Linked DNA regions of Mus musculus: regions 1 and 2 are each linked to region 3. The links are chromatin contacts, called in public Hi-C and promoter capture Hi-C maps. All regions are on one chromosome and are shown on one strand. Each heading gives the region's core, a stretch centred on a gene start, on an enhancer-like site or on the middle of the called end of the contact. The rest is flanking DNA. Distances are from core to core; before and after follow the strand shown.

What was found. Promoter capture Hi-C pulls out the DNA fragments that hold promoters and counts their contacts. Hi-C and Micro-C count contacts between places; a contact is called where the count stands out from the background.
Region 1: a Hi-C map of muscle stem cells shows a contact between it and region 3, with 1.8 times the contacts expected there. The contact joins the enhancer-like site here to the promoter of Fggy in region 3. A contact is called at or near these places in 4 of 39 promoter capture datasets (3T3-L1-derived adipocytes, the C10 cell line, liver and 1 more), 2 of 484 Hi-C or Micro-C datasets (adipose-derived mesenchymal stem cells and muscle stem cells), 2 of 115 datasets of contacts at active chromatin or transcription factors (the 230-238 cell line and heart atrium) and 1 of 9 other capture datasets (adipose tissue).
Region 2: a promoter capture Hi-C map of neural stem cells shows a contact between it and region 3. The contact joins the enhancer-like site here to the promoter of Fggy in region 3. A contact is called at or near these places in 5 of 39 promoter capture datasets (the C10 cell line, liver, macrophages and 2 more), 2 of 484 Hi-C or Micro-C datasets (embryonic fibroblasts and uterus), 1 of 115 datasets of contacts at active chromatin or transcription factors (CD8 T cells) and 1 of 9 other capture datasets (adipose tissue).

What each region holds. Positions count from the first base shown.
Region 1 is chr4:95,461,773-95,464,788 of GRCm38.p6, reverse strand. No RefSeq gene overlaps it. Among named protein-coding and RNA genes, the nearest start is that of Gm12707, 22 kb to the left of the region's middle. Within about 2 kb of position 1,643, at least 22 of the 459 cell types and tissues checked have an H3K27ac peak or open chromatin away from gene starts, as enhancers often do. A contact at or near this core is called in adipose tissue and muscle stem cells, where this site is marked.
Region 2 is chr4:95,433,024-95,436,391 of GRCm38.p6, reverse strand. No RefSeq gene overlaps it. Among named protein-coding and RNA genes, the nearest start is that of Gm12707, 51 kb to the left of the region's middle. Within about 2 kb of position 1,666, at least 41 of the 459 cell types and tissues checked have an H3K27ac peak or open chromatin away from gene starts, as enhancers often do. A contact at or near this core is called in neural stem cells and uterus, where this site is marked.
Region 3 is chr4:95,555,587-95,558,878 of GRCm38.p6, reverse strand. It overlaps Fggy (FGGY carbohydrate kinase domain containing), which reads right to left and starts at 1,372. Exons shown (of 16, transcript NM_001113412.1): 1 at 1,288-1,372. Gm40206 (a long non-coding RNA gene) reads left to right here and starts at 1,513. Exons shown (of 2, transcript XR_867942.1): 1 at 1,513-2,060.

The DNA.
Region 1 (3,016 bases), core at 394-2,893, 94 kb after region 3:
TCCTGACTTCCTTTAGTGATGAGCAGCAATGTGGAAGTGTAAGCTGAATAAATCCCTTCCTCCCCAACTTGCTTCTTGGTCATGATGTTTTGTGCAGGAATAGAAACCCTGACTAAGACAGATGGAAAAGATCGTACTGGCTGAGGCTTTCTCATGGTTCAGCCACTGCACAGATGGCATATCTGTGAAAACTTCAAGATACTTCTATAAGGCAATGTGATTCCTGCTTCTGCAGACAGAAGCCCAGAGAGGTTAAATACCTTTTCTTATGTTACACAAGTGGCACAAAATAGGACAGTCATTTGAAATGTAGAGATATAGTCTCCAACCTGATGCTAATTCTCTCTTTGCATGTGGATCCCAAAACTGTTAGTACTGACGGAGGATAATTTTAAGTTTGAGATCAGTTGTAGCCTGACACTGAGACTCTTTCTCAAAAAAGCAAAATAACATGTAGAATCTTGAAAAAGTAAATCTAAAACACTTTCCTTTTTAATGAAACTTTCTATGATATATTGGTTTATTACTTTAGTGTTAACTTTATTTGAATTACACCTTTGAAAATTGGAGCATAAAAGTGACAACTAATGACTTTGTTATTTTCCATTTAAAAAAGAGGAAGGGGGAGAGATGACTCCTGCTGAGGACATGCCCTGAGAAGGATATTTTCTCTAAGCTATTTCACCAAAATGCAAAGTTCAATATTTCTCTCTTTCCAAACTGAATTTTTATTAAAAGTATGAGATTCTAGGCTTTAGAGAGCGTGTACATGCCAGAGGAATATCTTCCCCAAATTGTGCCCAAGCTCACATACAACATGCAATCAATCTCACTGAACCCACTAACCTCACTATGGGATGTGCATCACTGCTTTTAGTTTTGCAGCTGATAAACTTCAAGGAGGCGGAATAACTTGCACATAGCTATTGTGTAGGGACTCAGCTGGCTCTTTCCTCTATACCTCTTATGCTTCGAGTCTGTAGACGGGGCTAACACCCAAGTGGCCTCAGTCAGATTCTTTCAGGATGTCACAACAGGCATTTGGGGTTGGGCCTGAGTGTAGCTCCTCCAGAAACAGCTGCACGTACAGGGTGGGGGGATTACTGGGGAGGCCACTGGGGAGGCCTGGAGGGTGGTGACCTGGTATCCAGGGAGGCAGGCAAAGCAGATTTCCAGAAAGTTTGGGCTGGGCAAGAGTAAGAGGTCCAGGCAGCTGTCCCAGGCACAAATTCCAGCAGATTTCCAAAGAGAAAGTTCAGTACCCAGGAATCTGTGAAGCCCAACGGCATGTAGCAAGGCAAACTAGAGAATCAACAGCTTATGAGCTGGGACTAAGCAGTTCAAATGCTCAGGGGTCATGGGTACGTTGATGCCTCAGGTGACTGAAACAGAGCCCTCCCCATGGAATAAGAGAGATGGAGTACCATGGTGGTTGAGAAGAAGATTTCTGAGGCCATCTGGGTTGTTGCCAACCGAAGCTGATGGATGTTAGCTGTGTGGCCTTGAAAAGTTACTTCAGTGTTCTGCATCCATCAAATGGAGATGCTGATGTGGACATGAGATAAGAGGAGGGGAACAGAACAACACTGGACTTCTCTCAGTGGTCTGAGCTGCAGGCACTCGTCATTATTGCTGTGGATGACGTTCATGTGGTGGTTAGAGGCCAAGGGCATAGAAATCACAGACAGCAAACCTTGGCACAGAGGCTATCTGTGCAAGGGATGCTATCAACATGCTTGGGTGGGTTATCTCATGCAAAGTGTGGTACAGGGAGTCTAAGAGGGAAAGTGCAAGAGTGAAATTAGAGTTGGAAGAATTTAATTGATATCTCTACCTACTATTCAAAATTGTGAAAATACAGTTGGCCATCCCTTATTCAAAATATATAGGCATAACATGTTTCAAATTATTTGGATTTTGTTATTCACCTGTTAGAAAATCTTAATCAACAAATCTATGATGCAGAAGTGCTCCACAATCTGCTTTGGGAGCACTCCAAACTTGGGATCTTTGGATTAGGGATGCTCAGACTGCAGCGACTGAGAGTTAACCAGGCCCTTCAAAACTGCCAGCTAAGATGTGGAGGACTTAACTCGGATGATCTCACTTGTTGACTATGAACTATGGGCAAGTTGCCTGACCTCTGTGTATCTTCATTTCTCCATTTGTGAAAAGAGGGAGGGAGTCTCACGTGTTTATTATGAGTTATGAAAGTGGATACAAGTATTCTACCCCTGGCCATGTAATTTTATTAAAATGTCTCTTGAATGACAAAGTCTGTGATAGAATCAGAGGCTGCCTGGTTACTTCAACTCGATTTTAGGCTAACAAGAAGGAAAAAGCTAGGGTGATTAAAATAGCATTATTTAAGTCCTCACACATTTTACCTTGTTTTAGGTAGGGCTTAGATTTTAATTAGGAGTTAGGCCTCTGCATCAAGAGAACCTTTAGAAGCAGCTTTGTCCGGCCACAGGTTATTGTGTCCCTCCTCTCCAGGGTTACCAGGAATGCTGAATATTTGCATGTTAGTGTTAACAAGCTTCTTGTTGGAGACCTGGTTTCTATGACACAATGAGAAAAAAACTAATTCCTACTCCCTAAGTTTATAGTGAGGCACAAGCAAGAAACTATAAAAAGACTCTGAAGGTGATATTTTCAGTCCCTAGGAAAGTCTACCTACAATGTTTGAGGAGCAAATAATTTATTGTGTTTTTGGCCATTTGCCAAGCTGTTTTCATGTTTTGGTGTGAATTAATCCCTTGTGAAGAGCCACATGAATGTTAGTTAGGCTACAGGCTAAGCAGCTGTATGAGACAGTCCCCTATTGAACTTATACAGGAGTGAAGTTCATAACTAACTGCTGAAGAGCATGCCACTTTTCAGGTGAGTAAGCTGAGACTTGACAGTTTAACTGATGGATGTACAATTTGGAGCTGAAAATCAATGACGTGTTTTAAGTGTTTTAATTCTAGTGTTTTAAGAGATAAAAATGCAGATACAGTACAATGGCAGTTTT
Region 2 (3,368 bases), core at 417-2,916, 120 kb after region 3:
CGTTCCAGCCCCTGACTTTTCCTTCTATGCTGGCCACTTCCCATGATCATAGCTCCTTGAAGACTGCATCCAGAGAGACACTGGTGGTGAGACAGGAAAAGATCAAAGCTGTTATGAGCCAGAAGTAAGCAGAGCTCCTCAGGCCAACTAATATTTCCAAACATGCAGCATGTGACTTGAGAGGGATATCTCATAGTCAAACTGTAGCAAGCAGTGCACATAGCAGCTCAAACAAGGTGCCATGAATACACATATACATGTGTTTTATGGCTATGCATGTTAATTTGGACCAATATCTAGAAGTGTAACGGCTGGGTTATAGTATATATATAAGAAACTGCCTCATCATTTTCCACAGTGGTTGTTCTAATTCTCACTGGCTGTGTTTGAAAGCTTCAGTTGTTCCTTGTCCTCACTAACCTTAGCCATCAAGTAGGCATGTGAAGATATTGGGGAAAGGGCCATACTTACTCATATGAATGCAGGTACACAGAAGCCAGAGAGCAACCTTGGTGTTGTTCCTCTTGAGAAGCTGTTCGTTTTCAACTGGGTTAGGCTGTTAGGCCATGGAGCCCCTGGGACCTACCTGTCCCTGGCTCTTCATCATTGGGATGCAAACCATGCCATCATGCCTGGCTTTTTATGGGAGTGCTGGGCATCAAACTCAGGTCCTCATGCTTGTGTACCAAGCCCTTTACCACAGAGCCATTTGCTATCATTATAGATCTAGATGTTTTCCCCAAGAAAAAATAATATTGAAAATCATTTCATGAGCTAATTTGCAATCTACATTTCTTTTTTGTTGAAATGACCGAACATAGATGAGTGTGGTGGCTCATGCCTTTAATCCCAGCACTCAGAAGGCAGAAGCAGGCAGATTTTTGAGTTTGAGGCCAGCCTGGTCTACAAGGTGAGTTCCAGGACAGTCAGGGCTACACAGAGAAACCCTGTCTCAAAAAACAAAAAACAAAAAAAGAAATGACTGAACATTTTGTCCTTTTTCATTTTTATTGGGTTGTTTGATTTTATTACTGCTGTTGTTGATCTAAGCTACGACTCTTCACTCTGAAGTGGCTTCTGTGTTGTACGAGGAAATTCTAGAGAAAAAAAAAAAAAAACTAGACCATAAGAAAGGGGCTCACGCATTTTAGAGGTTGGAGCAAAGGTCAGAAATTCACAAAGAATTTGGTGATGCCACATGGCTCTGTATGTGGTAAGTAGCGTCACTCTGAACAACTTAGGGAACATTCCCCCATCTCACTTTGTAGCTGGACCTAGTAAACATATGGCCCAGTGTTTCTAAGAGAAATGAATGAAGCACTCTTCTTAAACAAGTAACTTGAGACAATGAGAACAATTGTTTCTGAGCCAGTGTGCTAAAAATGAGGATGCTTGAGAGAACTTTAATGGTAAGAAGTCTTAGAGTCCTCTTAATAGGGGAGACCCTTAGACCCTGTGCGGTGGGGTAAAGGGACGGGTGGTCCTCAGTAGCTGATAAGAACGTTTGTTTGCCTACCTTGTGCAAAAAGCAAGGGGTGTCTCTCAGCACCTCTATTGTGATCTAAGAGGCTTTGATGGGAGTTGGCTTCCCTTTATCTACTCTTGGTCTGGATAAGGATAGGGTGAAAGAGATTGCCCCTGGCTCTCTGACAAGAAAAGAGCAGCTTCCAGACAGAGTTCAACCTGAGAAAAGGCTTCCCTGCTGTGAGGGAATTAGTCACTCTGGGATAGACTTCCTGGGCACAACATCAAATGTTTCTGCTGGCTGTAGGAGTTCAGATTGAGTAGCTTAACACATTCATGTCCAGTCTGCATGAACTACAAAAACCCTTGCCTCGAGGTAGTAAGCAGTACACGGAATGTCCAGCTAGAGCAGTTTTCTTGTTCTAATTCTGACTTTCACTCCCTGAGCTGGGGGACAGCTCTGCAATGTTCCTATGATGCCACTGAGGTTCTGTCGATGTTTGTCATTACTACCTTATGAGCTACATCTCCATGCCTTTAAGCTCCATTGGGCCTCATTCCCTCTGTCCTCTGGTTGATCCCAACAGCCAACTTAGTCTAAGCTCTTAAGGGTCCACATACAGTCAAACTCTCTAAAAGTATGCATAGCCAGTTGTAGAAAGTGCATATGATGTTGAAGCACAAGGATCACAAACTCAAGGCCAGCTTGAACTATATCTTTTCTTTACAAATTAAAGTAGAATTTAAAATTTAAGTGTGTGTGTTCCTGTTGTTGCTTGACCTTTCTGAAGGAAGATCTTTGCTCTTCTCTCCTCTGATGAAAGATGACAATATCTCCAAGGGAAAGCCTATACTAAATCTGTGACGGCTCGCAAGTGGAACCTCTTCTTTCATGGGGGAATTCGTAACAAGGGCAAGTGGAGAGGTAGGTTGCTTTAGACTAGGAGTTGTGGATGATACTACAGAAACACTGGCTTAGACTCAAATGCTAATAGCCCGTCTGATGAGGACAAGCAACATGATTACATGGAGAAGTGAAGCCAAATAGCCCGTTTTTTTTTTTTTTTTTTTTTTTTTTTTTTTTTCCTTTGCTGGCAGGAGCAAACTTCCTGGAATGGCTCCTTCTTACCTCCTGTCCTCTGCCCTCAACAACTTCAGGGAACATTCCTTCCTGTCTCAAGTTCAGACAAATGGTTTGAAAAATCTGCCTTGACGGAAGTGTTAGCGATTTACCTTCAGAGAAGAAGAGTAACCAATTTGTCCTTTCACAGAGCAAAGGATCTATACTAGAAGGAAAACTGGCTAGTTTCTTATCTGGTGAAGCACATTCTGAAAGGGGACAGGAAAGGGTACATTGAAAGCTAGCAGCACGCTGAGGCCCAGTGGCTGTCTTTCCTGTCTTCCGCTTTTATAGCAGCCCTTGCATAAATAAAAATTTGATGAACCAGACTGCTTCCATTTTGGGCATGAAAACCATCTTACAGTATAGACAAATCAAATTCATTCCTGTTTGTGATTAAAGCTTTGTTTCTCAAGGACTGGGCTATGCTCCACCTATAACCTTAACTACAAATGGTTCTGTACTGCATGCTCCAGGAAATGGCAACCATGCCTGTGTTTGTAAAGGTTATTATGACCACCTGTTGTTATAACCACCTTGCAACTGTGTCTTTGAATCAGGAGATTTTTTATGACCAACTTGTTGTGCTTGTGTTCTGCTTCTATAATCCTGCCCAATTACTTTCCAAATCCCCATTTGGAAATCTCCTTCCCCTGAGCTATAAAATCCTAATCTTCTCCACATCCAATGCTGATCTCTTGAAGCCCACCTTAGTGGGAGGCAGCCCAAGTATACAAGTAAAAAATTGCTTTCTTTAATTAATTTAGCCATGATTTGTGTTAGT
Region 3 (3,292 bases), core at 123-2,622:
TGTTGTTGTCGTCGTCGTCCTTAAAAAGGCTAATAATTGGCTGTAGTTTTTAGATAAAGGTTATAGAAAAAGAACTAAATTCCAGAAGACAAAGCCCAGCAAAATTCATGAGAGCCTGGATAAGAACCTGGCACCCTTCCCAGAAACACAGTGCTCCACCAACTGGGTTATTCCCTCCTCCTTACTTGCAAACTTTGACTTCCTAATCCTAAGCCACCCCCCCCCCTCAAAAAAAATCATCCATAGGCCCTCCTCATCCCCTATTTTCCACCCCAGACCCCATCAGTCAGGAGCAGTCCTCTGGGGCTCTTATTCATACAGCCAGGGCAGAAGCCTTTAAGTCAAGACCAAGCATGACAGCTGCATTAGAAGGAGACTCCAGAAGACAGACTAGCAGCACCCCCAGCTAGCAACAGAAAAGAGAAACATCAGGACTCACATAGCTCACAGTAAAGACGGGAAACCCTTTAAAAAGGACAAGAAAATGAAACAAAAGACAAATCTACAAATCCAGCCACAAACTCAGACTTTAATTCTTCCTTATGGATTTGCTCCCTAAAAGCACAATCCAATGGGACCTTTTGAATTGACACACACACACTTGATCAAAAAAGAGTCAAACTTGGCCACAGTTTGCCCTTTAACTAGGAGAAGAAATTCGAGCTAAAATGTAAGCAGTGCTCCAGTGAATGGACCAGTGACAGAGGAGTTCCCCCACAGTGTGTGTCTCCATCCTGAAATGGTCATGAAGTTCATAAACATGGAAAGATCCCCCTATACCCTTCCTGGCCTGCAGCCCTGTAACAAGACAGATGGCATTATCCCATTTAAACTGAAGTACGCACCAAACACTATCTCCAGATGCTCAGCTTCTATAGCCTTAAACAGCACCAGCCTTGAAACGCTTTTACATTGCCAAACTTGAAATCAACGACTTAAAATGTTTAGAGAATTGTCCCCAAATTGGGGTGCGGGGCGGGGGTGCATTGCAAAATTCTCTTTTCTGGGAGAAAGAAAAAACACTTTATTTAATTAACTGTACACTACTCAGAGAGATAGGGCCTTAGGCCCCAGACATCTGTAGGGCAGTCATTGGGATGCAGTAAAGGCCTCTCCCTTGGGCAAGACACCTCACCCAGAATACACAAGAAACTGAAAGGCCAACCAGTGGCCTGGCTGTGAGACCCAAAGGTGAAGGAGGGAAACATTTAGCAGGCTAGAGAAGCTTTTGGGGGGAGCTGGCTAAGAGCCTGCGTGCCTGCAAGAACCCCTGGGAGGGTCACTTACTTGTCCAATATGAAATCACATTCTAGCTAGCAGGCCAGCAGGCCACCATGCACAGCCGCACCGCACCCAGCAGGGCGGTCCAAACAAGCTGTGACTCCGCCCGCTTCAGTCCAGCCCCTCCAGCAACCCTTGTAAGGAGCAACCTGATTGGTCCTTTGAAACGGGCACCGTGAATGGCCAGTACTTGTGAGCCCTGCTCCTCCCCACTGTACTGTAAGTCTTGGGTTTGCATTTCAAAATCCTTTCGCTGCCTGGATTTTAAAGATGCCCAGGCAACAGAGACGGCTCAATCTAAGCAATCCCCTCTGAGCGCCAGCTAACCTAGCCAACCTACAGTATGTGGTGGATATTTCCTGTTAAATCGCCCTCGGCTGAGCACCAGGATTGCTATGGGCTTCAATTCCTTGAACCCTTTATACCTGGTGCTTTTCAGGAACTCTCACACTTTATGCTGTGGTCGAGGCTTTGAGGTAGAGACGACACCGTAAATCTAAAAGATAGATGACCCCTGCCTTTGAGAAGTTGACATACCAGTAAGCTACATGGACTCTCGGTACCCTCATCGCTAGATACTGAGAGTCCAAAACCGGTTTGGCTTTTTTTTTTTCTTTTTTTTCTTTTTTCTTTTCCTGGGGACTATTCCAAGGTTGCGAAAACCAACCCTTCTCGATAACAGAGACTTCCTTAGTCAGACCTAGTGTGTTTATTATGTTAAGACTAGTATCCACATGACCTGAGAGTAAACGAGTGATCGATCTCTCTCCGTCATCCAGGTAAGAACTCGGTGAGGCTGAGGCCACAGGATTAGTCCTGCACTCTCCTGGAGGTCTTGGTTTGGATTTATTTTCCTCTACACAAGCAGTGTTCAACCTTCTTTGGTGACCTATATCAGATATTTACATTATGATTCATAACAATAGCAAAAGTAGATATGTGAAGTAACAAAAAATATAATTTTATGGTTGGGTCACAACAACCTGAGGAACTATTATAAAGGGTCTCAGCATCCGGACAGTTAAGAACCTAACTGTTAAGATCTACACTATGATTGCATTTCCAGCTATTCAAAAAATTGTCTGCACAGTCTCAGATCTGTTACTTAGTCATGTGGACCAAGCATACAACGGGAATTATAATATTAAGACCTGGTTGTCTTTCTTTCCGGAGCACTATGAAGAACAAATTAAGTACCAGACATGTATATGTTTTGCAAAAGTTTGGATGCTTAATACACATGCTACATTGGCTCAGCTCTTCCTTAATGTATCCCAGAAATGCAACGCGCCTGTTGCCTCACAGTCTATGGCTTGGGTGGGAACCTGAAAGGTCTCCTCGTTGCTAAACATAAACTAGTGTGTTGGCCTTTGTGGATAGCTGTTTCTCGTCTTTGCTGTATTTGAGTTTTTATTTGAGTCCTCTTAAATAGCATATGACCAGTAGCAAAAATAGTGTTGTGGCTGGGCCTCCAGCAGCCATTTTAAACAATAAAAGGACCTTGGGATAAAAGGCACACAGAGGAAAGAAACACGGTGAAAGAAAGTGAGTCCCTAATGCTGTGTACACCAGACCAGGCTGAGTCCAAAAGACCCCACAGCTCAACTAGCACTAGAAATCAGGTGACTGACCTCTACTACAGAACCATCTGAAACTACATCACAGAAATGTTGTGCAAACGGTCGGATGCTTAATACCTATTATGCATTGCCCCAGCTCTTCCTTAACCTATCCCAGAACGGAATGTGTCTGCTGCCTCAGGGACTATGGGAAATGTACATTTTCAGGCTACAATTTATGGAAAGAAATAACAAATCTTGAGTACTTTATAAAATACTAGCTGACACAATGTGGCTGAAAAACAGAAGAGGAAATGGCTCCATGCAGAAGGCAGCAAGCACATGGGATTGCCTTTCTTCATTAACAGTCTGCTCTCTGAAAATCTAACTCACTCCAAGAAACCAGCATCAATCCCATTGGAACCCAGTATTCCCAGTGACATAATTACCTC